Regions from separate parts of the Pan troglodytes genome. Here region 1 is linked to region 2. The links are chromatin contacts, called in public capture Hi-C maps. All regions are on one chromosome and are shown on one strand. Each heading gives the region's core, a stretch centred on a gene start, on an enhancer-like site or on the middle of the called end of the contact. The rest is flanking DNA. Distances are from core to core; before and after follow the strand shown. Region 1 overlaps NAV1 (neuron navigator 1). Region 2 overlaps NAV1 (neuron navigator 1).

Region 1 (5,060 bases), core at 655-3,154, 170 kb after region 2:
AGTTTGTGGTCATTTGTTACAGCAGCCTAGAAAACCAATCAATTCCTATTTATTTATTTATTTATTTGAGACAGAGTCTCACTCTATTGCCTAGGCTGGAGTACAGTGGCACAATCTTGGCTCACTGCAACCTCTGCCTCCTGGGTTCAAGGGTTCAAGCAATTTTCTTGCCTCAGCCTCCCAAATAGCTGGGACTACAGGTGCATGTCACCACACCCAGCTAATTTTTGTATTTTTAGTAGAGATGGGGTTTCGCCATGTTGTCCAGGCTGGTCTCGAACACCTGACCTCAAGTGATCTGCCTGCCTCGGCCTCCCAAAGTGCTGGGATTACAGGCATGAGCTACTGTGCCTGGCCCCGTTCCCCTGTAATAGGTAAGGACATTAAAGGTGAGAAAAGTTAAAGCCACACTGTTACAAAGTGGAGGGGGTGAGACTGAACTATTCCTTTCACACCTACAAACTGACCATCTACAATGAGCCAGACCCTGTGCCAGGGCCGAGGATGCCTGCCTGCCTGCCTGCCTGCCTTCCTTTCTTCCTCCCTCCCTCCCTCCTTCTTTCCTTTCTTCTTTCTTTCTTTTTTGAGACACAGTCTTGCTCTGTCACCCAGGCTGGAGTGCAGTGGTGCTAGCATGGCTCACCGCAGCCTCAACCTCTGGGACTCAAGAGATCTTCCCACTCCAGCCTCCTGAGTAGTTAGGGCTACAGGGACACACTACCACGCCTGGCTAATTTTTTAAATTTCTTGTAGAGACGGGGGTCTTGCTATGTTTCCCAGGCTGATCTCAAACTCTTTGGCTGATGTGATTCTCCTGCCTTGGCCTCACAAAGGGTTGGGATTACAAGTGTGAGCCACCACTTCTGGCCAGGAATTTACGGTCCAAAGAGAATCGGATCCCAACCAGATCTGCCTGCCTGCAAAGCTTCTGCTTGTCAGGGCCACAGCATTCTGCCTTCGCAGGTCTTTCACATGTTACCTCATTCTACCCCTACAATAACACACTGAAATAGGGATCCATGCCCTCATTTTGCTGATGAGGAAACTGAGGCTCAGAGAAGTGGGGTGTTAGCCAAAGGGCCCCCAGGTGGTCACATCAGGCCCAGAACTCAAGCTCCTGGCATCCAATTCCAGATTCTGGGTTCTTCCTTACCTCTGATGTGGAGGGATCCTGCAGGCTTTCCTTGCTGCATCTGTGGCACTTGAAGCAGACATGTGGGGTACCCCACCAAGCAGTGTCTTGGGGATTGTGGTCTCATATGCTTTTCTCTGGGCCCAGTTCCAACATCTCCCAGAAAGATACATCTCCCAGAAAGATACATCTCCCAGAAAGATACACCAGAAAAAAAATCGTGTTGGGTCAGTGGCACCTGTGGGACGAGTTAACGCCCCCTCTGCCATCCAGGCTAGGTCCCGGCGTCCGGACGCTCTTTGAGGGGCTGTTTCCTGAGGACAAATGTTTCCTGCTGCTGCGGATGCACAGGGGCAGCGTGACCAGGGGCAGCTAGCCCTGAATCGCACCACCAGCTTGCTAAGTATGTCTGCACCCTCTGACGATCCGGTCACCTCTTCATTAGTCTGTAGCTTCCCCCACACATCCTCTCTTAGGACTTGACAAAAGGCCAGGATATTTCAATTGGGAGGCTCAGGTCACTCTAAATACTCATAACCACCCACTCTGGCAAAAACTATTTACTATGCATGTTCCTGTGCATTACCTCACTGATTCACTCACCGTCCTAGGCTGTTATCATCCCTGCTTTTCAGAAAAGGAAACTGATGCTCAGACAGATCCCGTGATCCAACAGCATCCAGGATCTGGACTGAGGTATTGGACTTCTGGTGACTCACTGGTTCCCTACTGACAGGCTCTGTAGGCAGGGCCTGCCCCACCCCTCCCTGCCTGCTCCCTTCCATCCACCAGGCCCAGGAGAGAGCACCAACCGCCTACAAGTACCCTGCAAGCTAAAACAGAAAGAGATGCCACATTCTGCTCTCATACAGTCCTAGAATGACCTGCTTAATATTATGCCTTAAGCTCCACTCAGAAGGAAGCTTGGAGCTTTCAGAAAGCAGTTTCGAAAGTGATCAGTCCTGCCGGGATCCTTTCAGACCATACAGCCGTGTCCAAGGCAAAGGACCACTGCCCACCCGGGCCTGGCCCACCAACTCTATCCTGTCCAGCTCAGGAGGCCCAGCTGCTGAGGGGTTGCTGTGATGGAGGAGTGAGTCATGGGGCCTGGAATCTGAAGCCTTCCAGACCTTCGCCCATCCCAGCCAACTTCACATCTGCCATCCAGATGTCTCCACTTCGGAAATGCTTTCTACCAACTAGGACCCAAGGTCGGGGGGCATACTTGACCTTAGAAAAATACCTTCAGGCTGGGTTTGGTGGCTCATGCCTGTAATTCCAGCACTTTTGGGGCTGAAAGGCCAGAGGATCACTTGAGCCCAGGAGCTCGAGACCAGCCTAGGCAACATAGTGAGACTTCCCAACCCCTCTGTCTCTACAAAAAAAAAAAAAAAAAATTAGCCAGGCAAGGTGGTGTGTGCCTGTAGTCTCAGCTACTTGGGAGGCTAAGGTGGGAGAACTGCCTGAGCCCAGGAGTTCAAGGCTGCAGTGAGCTATGATGGCGCCGCTGCACTCCAGCCTGGGTGACAGAGCAAGACCTTGTCTCTAAAAAAACCGAAAAATAGATAGGAATAAATAAATAAAAAATACCTTCAGAACCTCCTTGGTCTCCTTGGTTGATTCGCAAACCTAAACCTAACTGGGTGCCTTTGTTCCAACCATTGATAGTCTCATGCTGTGACCAAGCTTACTGCCTAAGGGCCCTGAACATGGGGGATCTGATGGAGGAACACAGCCCCCGCCTGCAGGGAGTTCCCAGGCTGATGGGCAAGGCACAGTTCCTAATCTCATGGAGGCCCCAGGCTGAGTAGGGAACACAGTCAAACACAGCCTTGTCCTTAACCAGATCCTACGCTAATGGAAGAGACAGAACCCTGCCCGCAGGAAGCCTACTGCCTCATAGGGAAAAACTTCTGTATCCGTGGGGAGCTTCCAACGTCCAGAAAAAAAGGACTCAGAAGAAAAATCTAGAAACGTGGATAATGGAAGTGAAGGAAACTAACTTTTATTGAATGTCTAGCATATGCCAGCTACTATACAGGTTTAATCTTCTTTAATTCTCACAATTACCTCATTTACAGTCAAGGAAACTAAAGCACCCTGGTTAGTTACCCAGCTAGTAAGTAAGTAAGTAACAGAATCAGGATTTGAACTCAGATCTGTGCAGCTCCCACATCCTGTTTTTGCGTAACACCATGTGTGATGGGGCAGATTCGTTTACCTTCTTTTCCCACATCACCCTTTAGGCTGGGAGCTAGTTCTTGTTTCCTGTTGCAAATCACCATTCTCACAATACTAAAAATTACTACACTTAGGACTACTTCATTGACTAACAATATCCCACTGTCCCAACAGCAAGAGGGACTGCCGACTCTGTCCCTTTAAAATGAAGAGAAGGACTCACAAAGGAGCTCCCATCCTCCACTAGCAAGGGGTCCCAACCACCACAGAGGCAAGCTGTGGTCAAGGCAGGGGCTTTTTGGGGTCTCGTGGAGAAAAGGTTCAGAAATCAAAGCCCCGCCCCAGGTTGGTCCCAAGCCAGTCACTGGATGAACACACTCCCTGGTACCTGTGGAAAGAGTAGCGACTGCTGCACGCCACTGGAAAGCCTGTGGTGGTGGCAAATGCAACGGAAATGCTGACTATGTTCCCTGAGCCCACTGTCTGCTTTGTGGCACCCAGGGCTGGCCTGGAATAGCAGCCTGGCCTTCCCGTCATTGTGCTGGAGCTCTGGGAGGTCTCGGCTCATGGCAAGGATCCACAGATCCCAAAGCCTTCTGTGGCTCCTCAGTCCCAGGGAAGGGGCTCTGCAGAGACAGGAGATAAAAATGCTGCCACGCAGCAACAGAGATGCACATCTGTACAAACATCAGTGTCTTTCCACGGGAACAGTGACTTGGGCATTGAAGGACTGGGAGACAGGATTTCATTAAATATCCTGTTTCTCAGGGCCTGCTGTGGGGCAAGAGCTCTGGCAAGGAACCTAGGGTCCATTGCCAATTCCAGCTCCTCCTCTGCTTCTCTCTGGCACCCCAAACACCCCGGATGCAGGGTCACTGGGCTCTTGCCTGTTGGTCACCACACCAGGATGGCCAAGGCTAGACCACTAGTAGTTTGGGATCTTCAATGGGGCAAGTTGTTCTGGCCTGGCAGGAGGGATATGCTGATGGTGGAGGGGAAGCTGGCGCTGGCTAAGGGGTCCATAACCCAAAGGGAAGAAGATTCCATAAGAAGCAGCAGCCAGGCTGAAAAATTATTGACCTTTTGCTCTTGCCATCAAATAGCATTCTAGCCTGTCCCATACTCTATCACCCAAGATCATTAATGGGTTTTACATCGTGAAAAAAATGAAAGTTACATGAGAGAAAGCAAGAATCTTGGTTTTTGTGGAGGAGGGGTGTGGTTTATAGAAGATGGAACCTAAATCAAGAATAGGAGAGTTTTTTGATACCACCCAGCAAGGCAGAGGCAAACACAACACAGAGAGACAGATACGGTTCTGCTCTTCCCATCCTCTGAACTTCCTCGGCCGCCCTACCCTGCCTGGCTTCCCGCACAGTGCAGGACTGCCCCAGCCTGAGCCTCTCACCCCAACTTTCTTCCAGTCTGAGAAGGAGGGGACACGTGCGTGTGGGGCCTGCTTCCTTAGCCCACAAGATGCAGAGCTGCGAGCTGCCTGCATAGGAGAGGAGGGCGTGGGGATCGGGCTGGGTTCTGCTGGGCAACTGCACCCTCTGGTGGCGGCAACAGGAAGATGCAAGGCCATGCAGACAAAGGCCGAACCAGATTCTTCCTCCTTCCCAGAATCCCTCTACACCGCCTTTATTAAGCACCTATTGGCGGATGGCACGGGGTTCTGTCCAAAGAGAAGTGGATGGACACTGCACTGTTCTTAAGGGCTGCTAAATGAAACCTGCACAGGAGAAAG
Region 2 (5,209 bases), core at 238-2,737:
CACATAGGTAGTGAGTAGCAAACTGAAAATTATACCACACCAGTTGGGCTCCAGAATGTTCCATCTACTTTGCTACTCTGCTTCCCAAGAGCAGGAAACTAACCACAAGGACTTGTGGAGATATCAGAGAGTGTATAAGCCAGACATGGTGACTCACGCCTGTAATCCCAGCACTTTGGGAGGCCAAGGTGGGTGGATAGCTTGAGCCCAGGAGTTTGAGACCAGCCTGGGCAGCATGGTAAAACCCTGCCTCTACCAAAATAAAAAAAAATACAAAAATTAGTGTGTATTTTAAAATTTAAGAATTAGCCTGTATTACATTTTAAACTTAGCATGGATTAAAAATAGCATCGTGGCACTTGCCTGTAGTCCCAGCTACTTGGGAGGCTGAGGTGGGAGGATTGCTTGGGCCCAAGAAGTCAAGGCTGCAGTGAACCATGATTGTGCCACTGCACTCCAGCCTGGGTGACAGAGTGATGCTTGTCTCAGGGGGAAAAAAAAAAAAAGAGAGAGAGAGATTGTAGAGCTGTTGCCTTCCAAACTTCAGGGGTATCTGATCAGAGCTGGGAAGGGTGGGATCTCTCAGTTGGAACCTCACACAGGGAGCAAGGAGCTCCCTTGTATTTTCCCTGGCTAAATCCAGAAAACAGGGAAGATCAGAGGAAAGTTCACTCCAGCATGGGCACAGGGCAGCTGGCTATCCCCCAGGGCCCCTCTGTGGAGGCTCGCTGTGGCTTGGAAAGGGGCAGTGACAGCCAGATGATAAGCTCTGTCCCTGATCTTCTAATAACACTCAGCAGAATGTCAGCAGTCCTGGGAACCCCAGCTGCTGCAAGTCCCACCACCTGAAATTGTCCATATGGCCATGTATGTGTAGATAGTGTCATTCCTGAACTGCCCTTTGTCATCAAACCCACAGGGGCCAAGACAGAAGCCAGACTTCAAAGTAGAGGAAGAATGAGAGATTGAGGCTGGGTAGAGGGGCTGGAAGAGGGTGAGCAGTCAAAGAGGGCAGGGACTAGGTCAGAGATTTGTTCCTGTCTCCCAAGCTGGAGATGCCCCACAAGAAAGAGACAAGGCATGACACAGACCCCTTTTAGTAGGAGCTGGCCAAAGGAGAAGGGGGGTAGGCTGGTGAGAATATACTCGCCTTGCTCTGGGTCACCCCCCCACCCTCAGGCTGAGCACAAGGTCACTCTTCTTTCTCTGGAGGGGTCCCTCCACCTCTCAGACACTCTCTGTGCCTGTCTGGTTGCCGCACACCCCCTGCACATCGGCGGGCCTGTGTCCTCAAACAGTCGATCTTGTGCACACACAGCCTCTTTGTATCCAGCCACCTCTCACACACATTTGGATGGGTCTCACACAGTATCTGTCTGTCTCTCATTTCCACTGCTTGGCGTGCACATCACAAACGTGCTGACTCTGTTTTTCTACCGCACATGCCCCTGTGTCAGCCTCTCCTACCTTGTCTCTCCGTGATCCTGCCCTGCATATTCAGTGAGTGTTGATCTGCCTCCAATGTAGCTATGTGCTTTCGGTCTCTATGGGCCTGACTCTTTCCTCTGGCCTGCTTTGCAAATCTATACTTTTATGCCTTTTCCTGTGCTTGTTCCATCGTCACACTGATATATAGATGACCACCATTCAGTCCTTCAGCATCTTTGGACCCCCAACCCTGAACACTTCAGTAGGTAAGTCCCTCTGCCTGGCCTGCTGGCCTTTCTTCAGCTGCAGTGAATGGCCTTTTACTGCCAGGCCAGAGACATCTGATAGCCCAGAGGCCAGAGCTGGCCCCTCATGAACATCCTGGACAGCTCAGCCTTTGAGCTGGAGTCAAACAAGGACTTGTATTCACAGAGGCTTGGGTTGCTCCTTCTGCCCTTGGACCAGAATTCCTGACTGTGGCCACTTTGTGGCTCCCCAAAGCAAGACTCTATCCTGGAAGATGGAGAGGTCATGTAAGGGCATTCCAGGAGGGGGTCTCTAACAATGATTCATTGGTCAGTCGACAGCATGGCCTGAGAACCTACACTGCTAGGTGTTGAGGGGAAACAGAGAGAGAGAAGACAGAGTCTCTGTCCTTGGGAAGCTCCTACTCCAGTGGACGCCTGTGATCCCTGCCCCTGACATGCTCACAGGCTTCAGGGACACAAGGGCTGCACACAGAGGGAAAGGCTTCAAGGAGCACATGGTGAGGCAGTAGGTGCACTGGAACGTGCCCAGAATGTCAGAGGCAGAGGCCTGGGTTCTGTTCTGGTGGGGCCACTTTGAGTTATATGATCCTCCCAAGCCAGTTAATCTGAGTTCCAATTTCTTCACTTGTAAATTGGATGGGGGAACAATATCTAATTCACAGTGTTGTTAACATTAAATAAGATAATGCCATATTAGTGTGTGCAAACCATGCATGCTATGCAATTGCGAGAGAATCATAAAAGTGCAAATTACTTGCAGTATGAATTATGCACACAAGTTCCAGGACAACCCGGAGTCCAGTGTGATGAATCAGGAAAGGCTCCCTGGAGGGAGGGGATTTTGCAAAGATGGGTGGGCAACTGGACATCACCACCCAGGCGGAATAGTTGGCCATAGATGATGGCCTTTATAGCTTTGGTTTTCTAGGAGCAACCAAGAGAAGAGATGGAGGTAACATTTACTGACACCTGCTGCATGCCAAGTGTTATTTTTATTCTTTTGTTTTTTTTTTTTAAGACAGAGTTTTGCTGTGTCGCCCAGGCTGGAGTGCAGTGGCACGATCTTGGCTCACTGCAAGCTCCACCTCCCGGGTTCACACCATTCTCCTGCCTCAGCCTCCTGAGTAGCTGGGACTACAGGCTCCCGCCACCACACCTGGCTAATTTTTTGTATTTTTAGTAGAGACGGGTTTTCACCGTGTTAGCCAGGATGGTCTCGATCTCCTGACCTCGTGATCTGCCCGCCTCAGCCTCCCGAAGTGCTGGGATTACAGGTGTGAGCCACCGCACCTGGCCACCAAGTGTTATTTTTTAAGATGGAGTCCGATCTCGGCTCATTGCAACCTCCACCTCCCAGGTTCAAGCAATTCTCGTGCCTCAGCCTCCCAAGTAGCTGGGACTACAGGAGCCTGCCACCACGCCCAGCTAATTTTTGTATTTTTAGTAGAGACGGGGTTTCACCATGTTGGCCAGGTTGGTCTCGAACTTCCGACCTCAAGTGATCCACCTTGGCCTCCCAAAGTGTTGGGATTACAGGTGTGAGCCACTGTGCCCGGCCACCAAGTGTATTACATACACTATATTTCACTACATCCTAAGAACAATCCTATTGCCATATTCGTATTCTCGCTTAAAATAGATAAACAGCTTTTCCAAAGACTCAGAGCTGGGATCTGAACACCAGGCCTGTCATACTTCCAAACTTGTGTTCTTTCTGTAATATCAGACTACATGGAATTTCCAGGCACCACACAAGCTCAGCTGGCTTATCACAGAACATAAGGAAAAGGTTGACAATTAAAGAGGGGAGACAGTGGACAGGTAGACAGGTGGGCAGAGCTGGTGGGGGAAAAGCCAAGCTCATCTCAACAGCTTCCTTGATCCTTACCCATCCTGATTGTCAACCAAATTGCATGTCATCACACTAGGTGAAAACTCCAGCAGCTAAATTGTAGGTTACTAGGACACACTAGAGGGAGGAGCACTCCTTAGCTAGCATTAGTTGCCATAGCAACTAGAATACCTCCAGCAGCCCCTCTGGAATACCTGGCTTACTCCAACCTTTCACCAACCCTGCTGGGTTTGAACAGACACTATTACCCAGATTAACGCTGCACAGACTGAGGGGTGCTGCCCACTATTTTAAGAATTAAGGAGGCTGGGTGCAGTGGCTCACACCTGTAATCTTAGCACTTTGGGAGGTTCACGGGGGATTGGGGATTGCTTGAGCCCAGGAGTTTGAGACCAGCCTGGGCAACATAGTGAAACCCTGTCTCTACAGATGTCTTTTTTTTCTTTTCTTTTCTTTTCTTTTTTTTTTTTTTTTTTTTTTTTTTTGCAATGGAGTTTCACTCTTCTTGCCCAGGCTGGAGTGTAATGGCATGATCTCAGCTCACTGCAAGCTCCACATTCCGGGTACAAGTGATTCTCCTACCTCAGCCTCCCAAGGAGCCAGGATTACAGGAGCCTGCCACGACACCAGGCTAATTTTTTTGTATTTTTAGTAGAGGCGGGGTTTCACCATGTTGGCCAGGCTGGTCTTGAACTCCTGACCTCAGGTGATCCACCTGCCTCGGCCTCCCAAAGTGCTGGGATTACAGGCATGAGCCACCGCGCCTGGACTTCTACAGAAAAATTTAAATACTAGCCAAGTGTGGTGATGTGTGCCTGTAGTCCCAGCTACTCAGGAGGCTGAGGTGGGAGGATCACGTGAGCCTAGGAGGTAGAGGCTGCCATGAGCCGTGATTACACCACTGAACTCTAGCCTGTGCAACAGAGTGAGATCCTGTCTCAAAAAAAAAGAAAAAGAAAAAAAAAAGGAGTGTTTTGAGAGCCAGGGGTTCACATCTGACCCAGGAATCTAACTCCACACCTTCCTCTTGTCTTTCCTTCCCATCTTTCCTGTTTATAACTGGTGGTATTTGTGTCCCACCTATGCCCCCTGCAGTCACTGTTCCTGTATGTGTTGTCTGAGCACGACTGTGGGCGCCTGTGACTCGAACTCAGGGATTCCTCTCAGCCTATGTGCAGCACGCTTGAAACACAGACCCAATGCCCTCTAGGAGCTGCCCTCAGCCAATAATGAATGGGAGCTGACATATAAATACCCATGCTTCCTTGCCCTTCTGGTGGGGCAACACTGAGGTGTATTCCACGTCATCTCCTAGAAATCCGTAAGCCCCAGTTGCCCACAGCAGTAACCTGCACATGAACATAGCCTGTAGTGGCTTCCTTCTCTCCCCTAACTCACTTTCCCACTCCTGTCAGCACTTTCTGGGCACCTGCCAAATAAACCACTTGCACCCAAATCCTTGTCTCAAGGTCAGCTTCTGGGGGTGCCCGGCCCAAGACATTCTTCATATGCAAGAAACATGTTTGAGTGAAGGACTGACAGCCCAATTAGCCAAGTCATGATGGGAAAGAGGTCATGGTCACTTGTGTGACTCTGTGTGCAGTTAGCTTAGCTATCTGCACAACAAGCACATGCTATACTCAGCCCAGACCCTAAACCA

Evidence for each region. Capture Hi-C pulls out chosen DNA fragments and counts their contacts.
Region 1: a contact with region 2 is called in a capture Hi-C map of stem cell-derived neural stem cells, with 4 times the contacts expected there. The contact joins two enhancer-like sites. A contact is called at or near these places in 1 of 1 datasets of contacts at active chromatin or transcription factors (stem cell-derived excitatory neurons) and 1 of 1 other capture datasets (stem cell-derived neural stem cells).

The regions. Positions count from the first base shown.
Region 1 is chr1:47,532,662-47,537,721 of NHGRI_mPanTro3-v2.0_pri, forward strand. The region is part of intron 1 of NAV1 (neuron navigator 1); the gene reads right to left. Among named protein-coding and RNA genes, the nearest start is that of NAV1, 41 kb to the right of the region's middle. Within about 2 kb of position 1,905, at least 7 of the 24 cell types and tissues checked have an H3K27ac peak or open chromatin away from gene starts, as enhancers often do. A contact at or near this core is called in stem cell-derived neural stem cells, where this site is marked.
Region 2 is chr1:47,364,939-47,370,147 of NHGRI_mPanTro3-v2.0_pri, forward strand. All of the region lies in intron 7 of NAV1 (neuron navigator 1), which reads right to left. Among named protein-coding and RNA genes, the nearest start is that of IPO9, 99 kb to the left of the region's middle. Within about 2 kb of position 1,488, at least 7 of the 24 cell types and tissues checked have an H3K27ac peak or open chromatin away from gene starts, as enhancers often do. A contact at or near this core is called in stem cell-derived neural stem cells, where this site is marked.